Regions from separate parts of the Mus musculus genome. Here all the other regions are linked to region 4. Evidence: chromatin contacts called from public promoter capture Hi-C data. All regions are on one chromosome and are shown on one strand. Each heading gives the region's core, a stretch centred on a gene start, on an enhancer-like site or on the middle of the called end of the contact. The rest is flanking DNA. Distances are from core to core; before and after follow the strand shown.

Region 1 (2,700 bases), core at 150-2,649, 430 kb before region 4:
ACAGAGCTTCCTATGGCCAGAGCTGCAGAGCCTCCTCCTCCCCAGGGAATCCACACTCAGGCAGACTCAGAGGCCAAGGCCCTCTGCTCATGTCACCACATGTACCAAAAGAACCACAGTCTGGTTCTCAGTCCATCACAGTCCAATCAGATTGGACTCTGATTGCTTAGCCAACCTGTTCTTCCTTGTGGCTGCCACAATCACGATGGCATGGCTTGTAGTCTCCCTTTCGGCCCTCTGATGAACATCAGAGGAGAATATGGAAAGAACCTGCCAGCTACCTCCCACTTGCGCTCCTCCTGATTGCTAGCTTTTCCACAGGACAGTAGCAGCTCCCCTACTGGAGAAGTAGAGATTAAAAGACTCAGATAGCATAGGCCTTTCCAGCTCTGTCCTTCCACCCCACCCTAGGAGCAGACAGAGCCCTAGTCTGGTAAATTTGTATTTTAGTGATATCTTCCATTCTTCAAGGTCACCTGTTCATCTTCCAAGGCACAGAGTCCTTTGTGTGCATATGTCATTACACACTCAATGTCCAGCATAACCATGCCCTGCTTCACAGCTGGGAAGTGCTGCATCCAAACTTCAGCCAAACTCAAACAGTAACAACAACTGAAGCAAAAGGTGGCTACGAATCTGAAATCAAGGAACAGTAACTGGGAGGTGAATGAAAAAAGAAATAAAAAGAAAGGCCGTGGCTGCCCCTAGGTATAGTGGAGTAGAAAGCTTACTATAGATAAAAGTGAGGTAATTCCATGGCTCAGATGGGTAGTTTTAAAACTCTGTTATGATATCTCTCTTTAACTTAAAGATCTAGGGCGTTTAATCAAATGAAAGCAAAGTCATTGCCCTGGGGAGCAAGAGACTGGGATCAAGGAGACCTCAGCTAATGTAGCTTGTTTCAGAAACATTTTTCTGAATGGCTGAAGATGGGGGTGTTCTAGATTTAATAGGTCTTCCTTATTAAAGGGCAGAAAATCACCCCACACACAATTAAAAGATTAATTTTAAAAAGTCTTTTTGATAACAGTTTGCATCTATCTCTGGTTTGTAGTGACATTTTGGGGAATCCTGGAATTTGGGTTTCCTTATAAAACACAGATTTTCCCATAGTGAAGTAATTCAGAGGCTACTGCTGGGTCCAGCAAGTGGCTAGGACAAGGGACCTGCCCCCTAGCCCCGGGTTGGACCCACCACACTAGCTCTCCATGTTCAGACCCCTGCTCCTCCTGCTGTTGGATGTGATCTGTATTCACCATATCCCAAGTTCCGAGCTTGCCTGAGTGTGCTTTACAGCACACAGCAGCAGGGCTCAGAGCACAATACAAGCAACCATTCAAAGCTGCTCAGCGAGTAAGCTGATCCTGCCTCAAGGCACCCGGAAGAACCCGCCTCCTCTTCTGATTGGGCAGGTCCGTCTGAAGGCTCTGATTGGCCAGTGAGTCTTGAGCGACATGAGCACCTCCCTTATGTTCAGACGCGATGAGAGACGCAGAACAGTGACTCCTTGCTTAGACTTGCAGCCCAGAGCCAGACCTTTTCCAGATCTGCAGGGATTTGCATTTCAGTAGTAATTGTGCCCGTCCTCCAACAGCCTACCCAGTCCAGGGGAGGACCCACCGCTCCAGCTTCCACTGTTCAGCTGCCTGCTCCTCCCCTTTGTGGGCAGTGACCCTAAACTACCTGGTGCAGACTTCAGAGACTGCCTGAGCTCCCTTCACAGTAGGCACTTCCCCTTCTCCCTCCTAGGATCAAAGTACATAGCTTGCATAGATAGCCCCCTTACCCAACTTGCAGTGGGAGTTGGTCCGACAGGTGGAAGGGTGCCCAGAATATTAACAGTTAAAGAGATTTTAGGAAAGGAGTTTTGTTTAGTAGCTTCATGCTGGGTTCGGGTAAACTGCAGCTATTTCTCACCTGGTGGGTATGAGACAAGTCTGGGAGGAAAGCAGGAAACATGAAAAACACTGGGGAGCATTACTGTCCGCTGGCACAACATCCTCCGTGGGAAGGTAAAAAACAAACAAACAAAAAACCCCACAACAGTATTAGTGAAGCTTCTCTAGATGAACAGAATTGATAAAATAAATCTGTGTGCGCAGAAAATGGATTTACTAGAATAGTTCACAGGCTGTGATCTAACTAGTCCAACAATGGCTGTCTACCAATGGGAAGTTGTAGAATCCAGTAGTGGCTGCTAAGTACATACATGTTGCTGTGTGTCTCAGTCTTCAGTATCTATGAGAATTCCAAGGAAGTGGGTTCTAATGCCAGTAAAACAAAATAACCTCCCACCACCACTACCACAACAACTAAAAACTTGCTAACCAGATGTAGAACAAGCAGACAGAGAGAAAGAGCTACTACACTGAATGTCCTCTTTACATATAGGTTGCTACCAGAAGCTGTGGCCTAGAGTAAAGGTACATTTCATTGCCTTAAAAAAATCCATGTTGAAGAAGGGATTTCCCAACTCAAAAGCTATTACCAAAAAAAAAAAAAAAAAAAAAAAAAAAAACCTGCACAGCATCCAAAATCTTTCAGTTTTAGTCAGTTCCACATGTAGTCAGTTTGATTACCAAGAATTGCCATCACAGCCAAAACAGAAGAACTGAGAAAGATCTCTCCCCTCACCTCTAGTTGCAGGAAAAGAAAGCATGGGAATTGTTTGCAAAGCAATGCCTTTCTTCAAAGAAGGGA
Region 2 (2,700 bases), core at 6-2,505, 410 kb before region 4:
AATGTGAAAATCAGTTTCTATACGAAATGGAATTACAGACACAGGATTTGTGTAGAGACCAGAAAGATGCCAACACATTTATGATCTCTGGCGCCATCTGTGTTCCAATAGGTTTTCACTCTAAGCACAGTACAGCATTCCCAGCTTAAATGCAAAGGTCACTTTGTCTCTGCCCTTAGTGGCCCCCCTTGCAAACCCTAACCTCCAGAATACCTCTATCTCTTCCAGGGTCAGACTGCTCTTCATGTCATTAAAATGGTCAAGAAAGTGAGTCAGCCATGCCTGGCTACGTTCACTGTCTTCGGGGTCCTCCGTCTTGAGGTAGTACAGTAGTCTCATTGCTCGGGACTCCACGAGTCGTTGACTTTTTCCAGTCATTTGACCCAAAACATTTCCCCCAAAGAAGCCCGCTAAGTAGATGAGCTGGGTGGGCGTGTTGTGGATAGGGAAGGTGAGGTCCGACAGGTTCAACGACGAGTTATGCTGCCAGGAAAACAGCAGAGGGTTGGGCGGCACGCACAGCGTCTTGTACTTGGCACACACCTCTTGGTATAGAATCTGCGTTCCATTTTCCTGGACAACTTTCAGCGCCTGCACCGCCTGGTCCAGCTTGCTCACCTCTTTGAATATTTCTGGCTCCAGCAGTGAGTTGGCGAGGGACACCACCAAGATGGATGCAAAGTTGGTCTCGGAGCTGGTCCTGGAGGCAGAGAAGCGGTAAGTGTCATTGGTACTGAAATGACCCTGCACAAAACGCCGCTCTGCCTTGGCTGGGCTGCCAATCGGTGTGTACTGCTCCTCCAGGTTCTCCTTTTCCTTGGGTAGGAAAATGAGACCGGTGCCCAGGGAGGCCGTCAGCAGTGCAGGCCCGAGCAAAAACAGCCAGGGGTTCGCGCCCACTGTGGCGCCAAAGCGTTGGAAGCCCCGCGACAGCGGTGCTTCCAAGCAGTTGGTGTGGCAGCGACGCGGCGGAGGTGCCTCCTGACCCAGCGGTGGCAAGCGCTCCAGTGGCGGCCCGGTGGTCCAGCTAGGGCCCGCCTCATCAAGTGGCACGGCTTCCAGTTGGCCTTCCAACGGTGCCTCCCGCTGCTCCTCCGCCTCTCCGAGCTCCACCTTGGACGGTGACTCCCCCTGCTCCTCCTCTCCGGGCGCCACCTTGGAGGAGATCATGTTGCCCACAGCTGTTCAGAGGAGCTGCTGCAGAGCTGTTTTCACCCCAACGGTTCAGGACCCAGGACCGTTGGTTGCTCCTGTGCCCGGATGCGGAGGCGACGGTTGGGAGCACGTGGGCGAGGCGCCCTCCTGGTGCAGATCTGTTCCAGGGTCAGAGTTAGTACCAGATCCGTCCTTGGCACAGAGCATCTCCTCACGCTCCGCCTATGGCGCATTCCCTCTACCCCTGTACTTACCAAAGCTCTCAGTGGGAGCATAAATTTAACCTTTCTACTTTGGCGGCCCAGTGGCTGGGACAACTTCACATTTACTTTGTTGTCATGTGTCCCTACTAGACGGTCAGAACCCCGAGGCTGAGGATTATTATATCTAGTTTTGCTAACAAATTTAAATGCCAAACCAGAGGAACGTAAGTATTTCTTAGAGGAAAAACTGCTTATACTACTTAAACAGTTATCTATCAATCTAAAGTTTACACAGTTCCCAATCTAAATGAAAAGTGCACCAAGACAGATTTGGGGACCATTATGAGTTAGCATCCAAAGAAGGAAGCGTTTAGATGGTTGCTTCCAGTTATTTCCTCGGAAGCCAAGTAAAATGACTGCAACCAGATAGTGTTTATTGGAGACTGGTTAAGACTACTTAACAAAGTTTCCTCTAAATGTGTTGCTTGTGTGTTTGTAGAGTCTACGAAACAGAATGAGTTGCTTTCACCACAGCAGAAGATAAGTTCTTTGGTCATTTGCTGAATTACCATGCCCATCCTGCATGTTTCTTCACCCCAAAGTAGGAAAGGCCTAACAGATTAAAGATGCTGCTCCCTCCATTTTTAAAATAAATTTAATGAGTATTAAGCTATTAGGATTACTTACAGGAGCAGGGGCAACCCACAGACAGCTATATCCCCCAAAAGACCCACCCTCCGTCAACATCGTGCTTCTTAGAGTTAGTACTTGCCTACACGAAGCTGGGAAAGGTTGGAGTATCAGGGAGAGTCAGGGGAGGGTTTTGTGAAATTCCTTCAGAGATCCAGTTAACAACCCAATTACATTCAGAACTAGGTATCTTCTGTATATTTTTGTTGATTTTGTTGCCATAACTGTAGGCTAAGATCTCCTGTGGGTCATCACAGCTGTTCTACCACATGGCAGCAGTGGATGTGTTAAGAGGAGTTACCTATCACTTTTGCTTAAGCTGGGTAGAAGAGTGGTAGATAAGGCTTTGGTTCTGGGCTTGGGGGTCTGAGGAGACCACAAAGAGAAAAGAGAGAGAAGAGGGAGAGAGGAGAAGATACCATGGGGTAGGTGAGTCATGAAAACATGGCTAGGAGGGCTGGACAATTGGAGTTAAGAGTGGCCCAGATGAAACATGCAAGTTATAACTAGGGGTTATTTATAGGAAAGTAGATACTAATAGTTTAGAAGGTTAATATCTGTCCAGCTCTAGTGCTTTAAAGACTTACTATAAATATAATGGTTTTGTATCTTTTACCTGGGAAGTGAATGATCAAAGGTGGGGTAGAAACCC
Region 3 (2,700 bases), core at 56-2,555, 280 kb before region 4:
GGGCACTGCCCAACATCCACCTTTCTCAGAAAACCCTCTTGACCAAAATCACCCACCGCACGCATTGCCCCATGAGCCCCCTTCACTGGAGTCTGTGCTTCAGACGAGATCGTGTACCTCCCCAGGCCTGCGCAAGCGCCCTGCCCCTGGGATGAGCTACATCAGACCCCCACCGCCGTCCCAGCCCACGTTTTCAGGAGACCCGCATCAGCGCAGCGCGCTATGCAAACCGCTGAATTGGCAACTTGCAGCTGTAAAAAACTGGCTCTGCAAAGAGAGGGGGCCGGCCGCTGTGCCTGGCGCGTTCTCAGTGTCCAAAGTAGCTACGACTCCTCAGGCACCCCGCCCGCGCACACTTGTGACTTGTGCTTCTTTCCATACGTCACACTTCAGTTAAAACAACAGCAAAAAGTCCTCCGCTGTCACTGCTGATGGGGACGAGAGAGAAGTGTCACAGGAACCCTGTGCCCTGCTGCCAAGGGCGGCTTGACCTTCACCAAGCGGGCTCAGGGCTCTACCCTACTGCATTTGGCCGCAGACAGGTGTCGACCCCATCTCTTTGCCCCAAAGATACGGTCTGCAGCCGATACGGGTCTCGTTTGGACCCCACGCTCTCCACGCCACAGCTGTCCCTCTAGATGAGCACAATCCCAACCCTTTCCCAAGAATCAGAAATCCCAACCGTTGGGAGGACCAAACATGCAGCCTATGGAGCCCAGGAAACCCACTAGGGCAGTATTACGCGCGCGGAGAGTGGGCGTCTTCCGAGCTGGGACCCAGATGCCACCAACTCTTTTGTTCTGAAACCAGAGCTAGGGCGGGGGTCACCGGACTTGGCCAGCATAGCTGTCCCTACCCCGCAAGCTCTGCCACTCGCTGCCGAGGGCTCCGGTCCAGGTCCAGGGAGTCCACGCTGGAATCACCCGCAAGACTCACCTCCCCTTCCAGCTGCACAGGTCGCTGGAGTACTGAGCGCTCGCGCCGCCCAGCAGCAGTAGTAGCAGCAACAGCAGCGGTGGCGGCGGGGGCGGACCCGGCCCAGGGCCCGGGGACCGAGGCCACTGCTGCCCCGCGCGCCTCCGGGCCGCCCACACCGCACCCCGCATGCTCCGGCCGGGTCTGCGTCCGGTGCGTGCCTGCACCCACAGAATAGGCTCTTGAGGCAGAGCGATGGGAGGCGTGGGTCCGCGTGCGAACTGATCACGTCGCGCGTCTATAGCCCATCCCGGCTCGCCCCTAGCCGCCCACCACAGGAGCCGCCCAAGCTGCAACTAGAGAAGCGCGCCGGCTGCCCCTAGAACCTCTGAGCTGGCAAGTTCCCGGACCGTGGTCTGGCTCAGCTGGGGGGCGGAACCGTGAAGCCACCCCGCCCTCGGCCGAGCTCCGCCCCCGCCTGGCCTTCGGCCCGGGCCAGCAGTTCCGCCCCGTGCGCCAGCTCACAGATCTGTGTCCTGCCAGCTCTAGCCTGGAACGCCCTGGTGTCACGCCGCAGATACTCAGTGGGCAGCATCTCGCCGCACAGGACAAGGGAAAGTGCAGCTCGGAGTGGGACAAACGACTTTGCAAAGAACGGGAACAAGGTCAGGGAGGAGGGCTGGGGCTGGGACGAAGAAGCTGTAGGGATGGGGATGGAAGAGTTTGGGCCTGGGGGAACTGCACTATTATGCACGAAGTGAAGAAATCTGAGCTCCTTCCAGCAGCTAGACACCATCTTTTAGACAGCCTGAGTGGCCTCCAGTGCACAAGGACTATTGTGATGCTCACAACTCAAGAGCGGTGGCTTCTTGGGGTTCCTGGCACCCTCTCTTTCTGTTCCCCAGCTCAAAATTTGCCTTGGGAGGGAGGAGAGAGAGAGAGAGAGAGAGAATATCAGAGAGAGACTGAGACTCTGCCATTAGTAAGCACTGGCAGCTTCTACGAGGTTATTCGAGACTCTGGAACATCCATCCCATAGAAAGGCCTCAGGTGTGCAATCAGTCCCCAGGCCACACTTTCAAGTGTCCTGTGGTCTCTTGTTTAATATTCACTTTGTCATCTTGAAGCTGAGGTTTTAGGCTGGATGCTTCTTTACAGTGAAACCTACCTTGGGCAGTGTGGAGCTTTATCGTCATTTCATCTTGGGACCCATTCTATACTTCAATAGTATCTCCCATCCCGAGTTTGACAGATCCAATTGTCTCCAAATATCCTTCCAACAGAAACAAAAAAATAACCATCTGAGAGCCCAGTCTGGCCATGAAGGGGCGTCGCATGGAGATCATGGTGATCCTAACATCTAGTGGGGGAGCTACACAGGAGCAGGGCAGAAATAGGGAGGTGGAGGGACACATTCTCTGGCCTGGAGCTTGATTTAAAAAACAAACAAACAAACAAACAAAACAGGGAGAAGGTGATGAGGCAATCTTTCTTCACTTCAAAGCCCCAAACAGTATCAAATGATGGACGAAACTGGCCTGGATAGGTCAGGAGGAAACAAGGGATTCCAGAGTACCCTCTATGCATGAGGAAAGGCCTAGAAATGCAGTTTATTTATTAGGTGGCAACCATACTGAGAGTAAGAGGGACAAATTTATGTCTTCAAGAGGAAGAGCCAGCACCACCTGTGGCTTTGAGGCCACTAAACAGCTGAGGAAAGGAGAAGGTCTGGGGATCTGGAAAAGACATCTGAAGTTTAAGAATCAGTGTAAAACAGTCGTACAG
Region 4 (2,700 bases), core at 155-2,654:
GTTTCAAGAAATTAAACAATAACCAAAAAGAAAAAAGACAAGAAAAAGAAAAAGAGAGAAAAGAGCCTGAACTCAACTCCAAACAACAGAAAACACACACACACACACCACTAGTTTGAAGATGCAGCTCAGTGGTATGTATCATACTTGCTTAGGATGTGCATGGCTCTGGGTTCAACCTGTCATCACAAAGAAAAAACAAATCAAAGTGGAAATACTGAGGGCTGTAGAGAAAGGCTACTATATAAAAACAAGCAAAACCAGAACAGAGAGGCCCAGCTGTAGAACATGCAGGAGACCACGAAGACTGTGGCTGAGGGCAAACTGATGGCTGAAGACAGGGGTTGAGGCAAGTCCTGAGAAAATAAGGGTATTCCAAAGGTTAACACACATGGGAGAGGCAGGTTCCTTTCTTGAAAGAAAAATGACCACAAATGCAAAAAGCTAGGCTCGTGGCTAGAACCTGCAATCCCAGCACTCCAAGAGACAGAAACAAAAGGGTTGAGTTTGGAAGTCAGCCTTAGTGACAGAAACCAACTCTAACGTGGAGGGTGTGTAGGGCTTAACAAGAAGATAAACACCTTCAGTTTCGTCTTTAAAAAAACTTTGCCAAGTTCTACAGAAGCCATCCACGTCCCTTCCAAACAAAACCTGGAGTGAACAGCTTAAAATGACAAAGGGACAGCAGCAACCAGGAACACAACTGAAGCCTTGGGGCTCTCACCCTATCTTCCATTGGGCGCTTCAGAAAAAGTTCACTCTCAAACAGAACGTGGTGGGATGAGTGTGTTATTTTGATCCTTTAAGATCTTTGATCTGAGTTTTGAAATAAGCTCCAGATAAACACGAGTACTCTGGCGTTTCTCAAAACTAACCAGCCAGACGTGAAGGCTTTCTCAAAGAAGCGGGCATAGCAATCTCTGAATACCACGCGCTGCACCTGCATAGCCACCGTTGCCTTAGCGGGCACAGCGGGCAAGGGCAGGGAAGCCGGAGGCCAAAGGGAAATCGCCGGGCTGTGGACAGCGGGCAGAGACTGTCGCTGAAGACTGAGTCTCTAGCGCTACCCAACCCGGGTCAGCTCAGGATCTCACACACCCCGGACCCAAACCACCGCCCCATTTTAGCCTCGGGTCAACGAGCCCGACCCTCACCCAGCGCCGGTGGCCCTACCTCTGCCTTGGAGTTCACTTTCACAAACACTCGTCCTTTGTCCGTGTCATAACTCTGGCCCTGGCTAATGCACCCGCCTCCCGAGTGACCCGTAGCTTTGACCGAGCTGCAGCCCAGCTCCCGCTTAAGCAGGGTCTCCATGAGAGCAGTTCCCCAGCCGACCCAGTTCAGGCCTGGAGCAGAAGCGGGTACAGGGGCGGGGCGGGGTAGACACAGACCAGTGACGGGATTGGGTGACAAGAAGGAAGGGGCGGGGAAACCTTTGGGAGGGGCGTGGCCTGACTGGTTAGGATTGGTTGAGAGGCAGAGAGACCGCTGCCAAGTTTTCTCTGGCTGCTGGAGCGCAGGAGCCGGGTGGTAAGTGGGTGGAGCGCCCAGCCTCCCCGCTCTGGTGTGCTGAACTCTCTCAATTCAAACCTGTTTAAAACAATTCCCAGACAGCTGTGTAGAAGGACGGAGGTTGCTCCCTCCGCTCCGGGTTCTGTCTGAAACCGCCAGCGAGGTGAAGCTGAGCCCTTAGGGTTTTGCAGAGGATGACGCATCCTTTCTCAGGGATGTGCTGGCCGCGAGACCATTTCCCTGGCCAGGAGGCCTGCCCTCCTGTGGGAGGTATGGAGGTCCTTGTGCCTACAAGTTAAGCACTAGTAGAACCAGGAATGTAACGCAGAGTTGTTCCTTCGAAGGAAAGGATGCATAGCCTGTGAGCAGATGTAGTTGCCCAGGACCTTTGTACTAATCTGTGTGCTGGACCACACGGGATCCTCTCCCAAACCCTTCTCATGAGTTTGTCAATCTACAGAACCGATCTTTAAGATGTTGATCCCACTGGTCAAGAATAAGACCACATAAATTAAATTAAATTTCATGTAAGCTTTAATACTTTAAGTACTGCCCACGTGGATGTACTTTGGTCAGATCCTTGCCCAGGTTCCCAGGGAAATGGCCCCAGTCAGATTTTGCAGGGGCTTAAAAAAGCAAAAAACACAATTCAGCGCATTTCCAGTCAGGTCCAATCAGTGGCAAGCATACATTCTGACGTATTTCCTACTCATATACCTCCCTTCCACGTGTGAGCAAGCAGATCTGGTATAGATGGGCCAAATAAACTTGTTTAAAGAAGTGAAAACTCGTGACTTGTTATTTTCCATAAATAATAGCCTTTAGCATTTCAAGAAGTATCTGTCCTTGGGCAAGGAGCTTACAGGTCAGATGCATTTTTTTTTTTCATGGATCGCTTAGGCATAGTAATTAAAACTTAAAACATAACTTTGGCTTTCACAATGTCACATGTACGTCACAAAGAGTTTCAACATACTCACACCTTAAGTTTTATTTTGCACACAAGATTGAGTTGATCACCAGGAAATTTTTCACTAAATTGTGCTGCGACTAAAATATGCCTAAATAAACTACACTGGGTCAGACTTGAAGTTTGAACCAACGCCAGTCACCTAGTCTTATTAAACAGAACTGCCACTACCGGGCAGTGGTGACACTTGCCTTTAATCCCAGCACTTGGGAGACAGA

The links. Promoter capture Hi-C pulls out the DNA fragments that hold promoters and counts their contacts.
Region 1: a contact with region 4 is called in a promoter capture Hi-C map of second pharyngeal arch cranial neural crest. The contact joins the enhancer-like site here to the promoter of Fn3krp in region 4. A contact is called at or near these places in 10 of 39 promoter capture datasets (the 3T3-L1 cell line, the C10 cell line, the HPC-7 cell line and 6 more), 2 of 484 Hi-C or Micro-C datasets (CD4 T cells and bone marrow-derived macrophages), 4 of 115 datasets of contacts at active chromatin or transcription factors (astrocytes, bone marrow-derived macrophages, embryonic forebrain and 1 more) and 2 of 9 other capture datasets (embryonic stem cells and macrophages).
Region 2: a promoter capture Hi-C map of embryonic stem cells shows a contact between it and region 4, with 4 times the contacts expected there. The contact joins the promoter of Ptchd3 here to the promoter of Fn3krp in region 4. A contact is called at or near these places in 18 of 39 promoter capture datasets (the 3T3-L1 cell line, the C10 cell line, the HPC-7 cell line and 11 more), 2 of 115 datasets of contacts at active chromatin or transcription factors (bone marrow-derived macrophages and embryonic stem cells) and 2 of 9 other capture datasets (embryonic stem cells and macrophages).
Region 3: a promoter capture Hi-C map of embryonic stem cells shows a contact between it and region 4, with 4 times the contacts expected there. The contact joins the promoter of Metrnl here to the promoter of Fn3krp in region 4. A contact is called at or near these places in 12 of 39 promoter capture datasets (the 3T3-L1 cell line, the HPC-7 cell line, cranial neural crest and 8 more), 1 of 484 Hi-C or Micro-C datasets (nephron progenitors), 3 of 115 datasets of contacts at active chromatin or transcription factors (astrocytes, pancreatic cancer cells and stem cell-derived neural progenitor cells) and 1 of 9 other capture datasets (adipose tissue).

Annotation. Positions count from the first base shown.
Region 1 is chr11:121,846,825-121,849,524 of GRCm38.p6, reverse strand. No RefSeq gene overlaps it. Among named protein-coding and RNA genes, the nearest start is that of Gm12586, 7.4 kb to the left of the region's middle. Within about 2 kb of position 1,399, at least 274 of the 459 cell types and tissues checked have an H3K27ac peak or open chromatin away from gene starts, as enhancers often do. A contact at or near this core is called in astrocytes, embryonic forebrain, embryonic stem cells and 3 more, where this site is marked.
Region 2 is chr11:121,828,773-121,831,472 of GRCm38.p6, reverse strand. Ptchd3 (patched domain containing 3) reads right to left here and starts at 1,255. Exons shown (of 4, transcript NM_029049.1): 1 at 214-1,255. The coding sequence starts at 1,170.
Region 3 is chr11:121,701,032-121,703,731 of GRCm38.p6, reverse strand. Metrnl (meteorin, glial cell differentiation regulator-like) reads right to left here and starts at 1,305. Exons shown (of 4, transcript NM_144797.3): 1 at 937-1,305. The coding sequence starts at 1,106.
Region 4 is chr11:121,420,077-121,422,776 of GRCm38.p6, reverse strand. Fn3krp (fructosamine 3 kinase related protein) reads right to left here and starts at 1,404. Exons shown (of 6, transcript NM_181420.3): 1 at 1,174-1,404. The coding sequence starts at 1,314.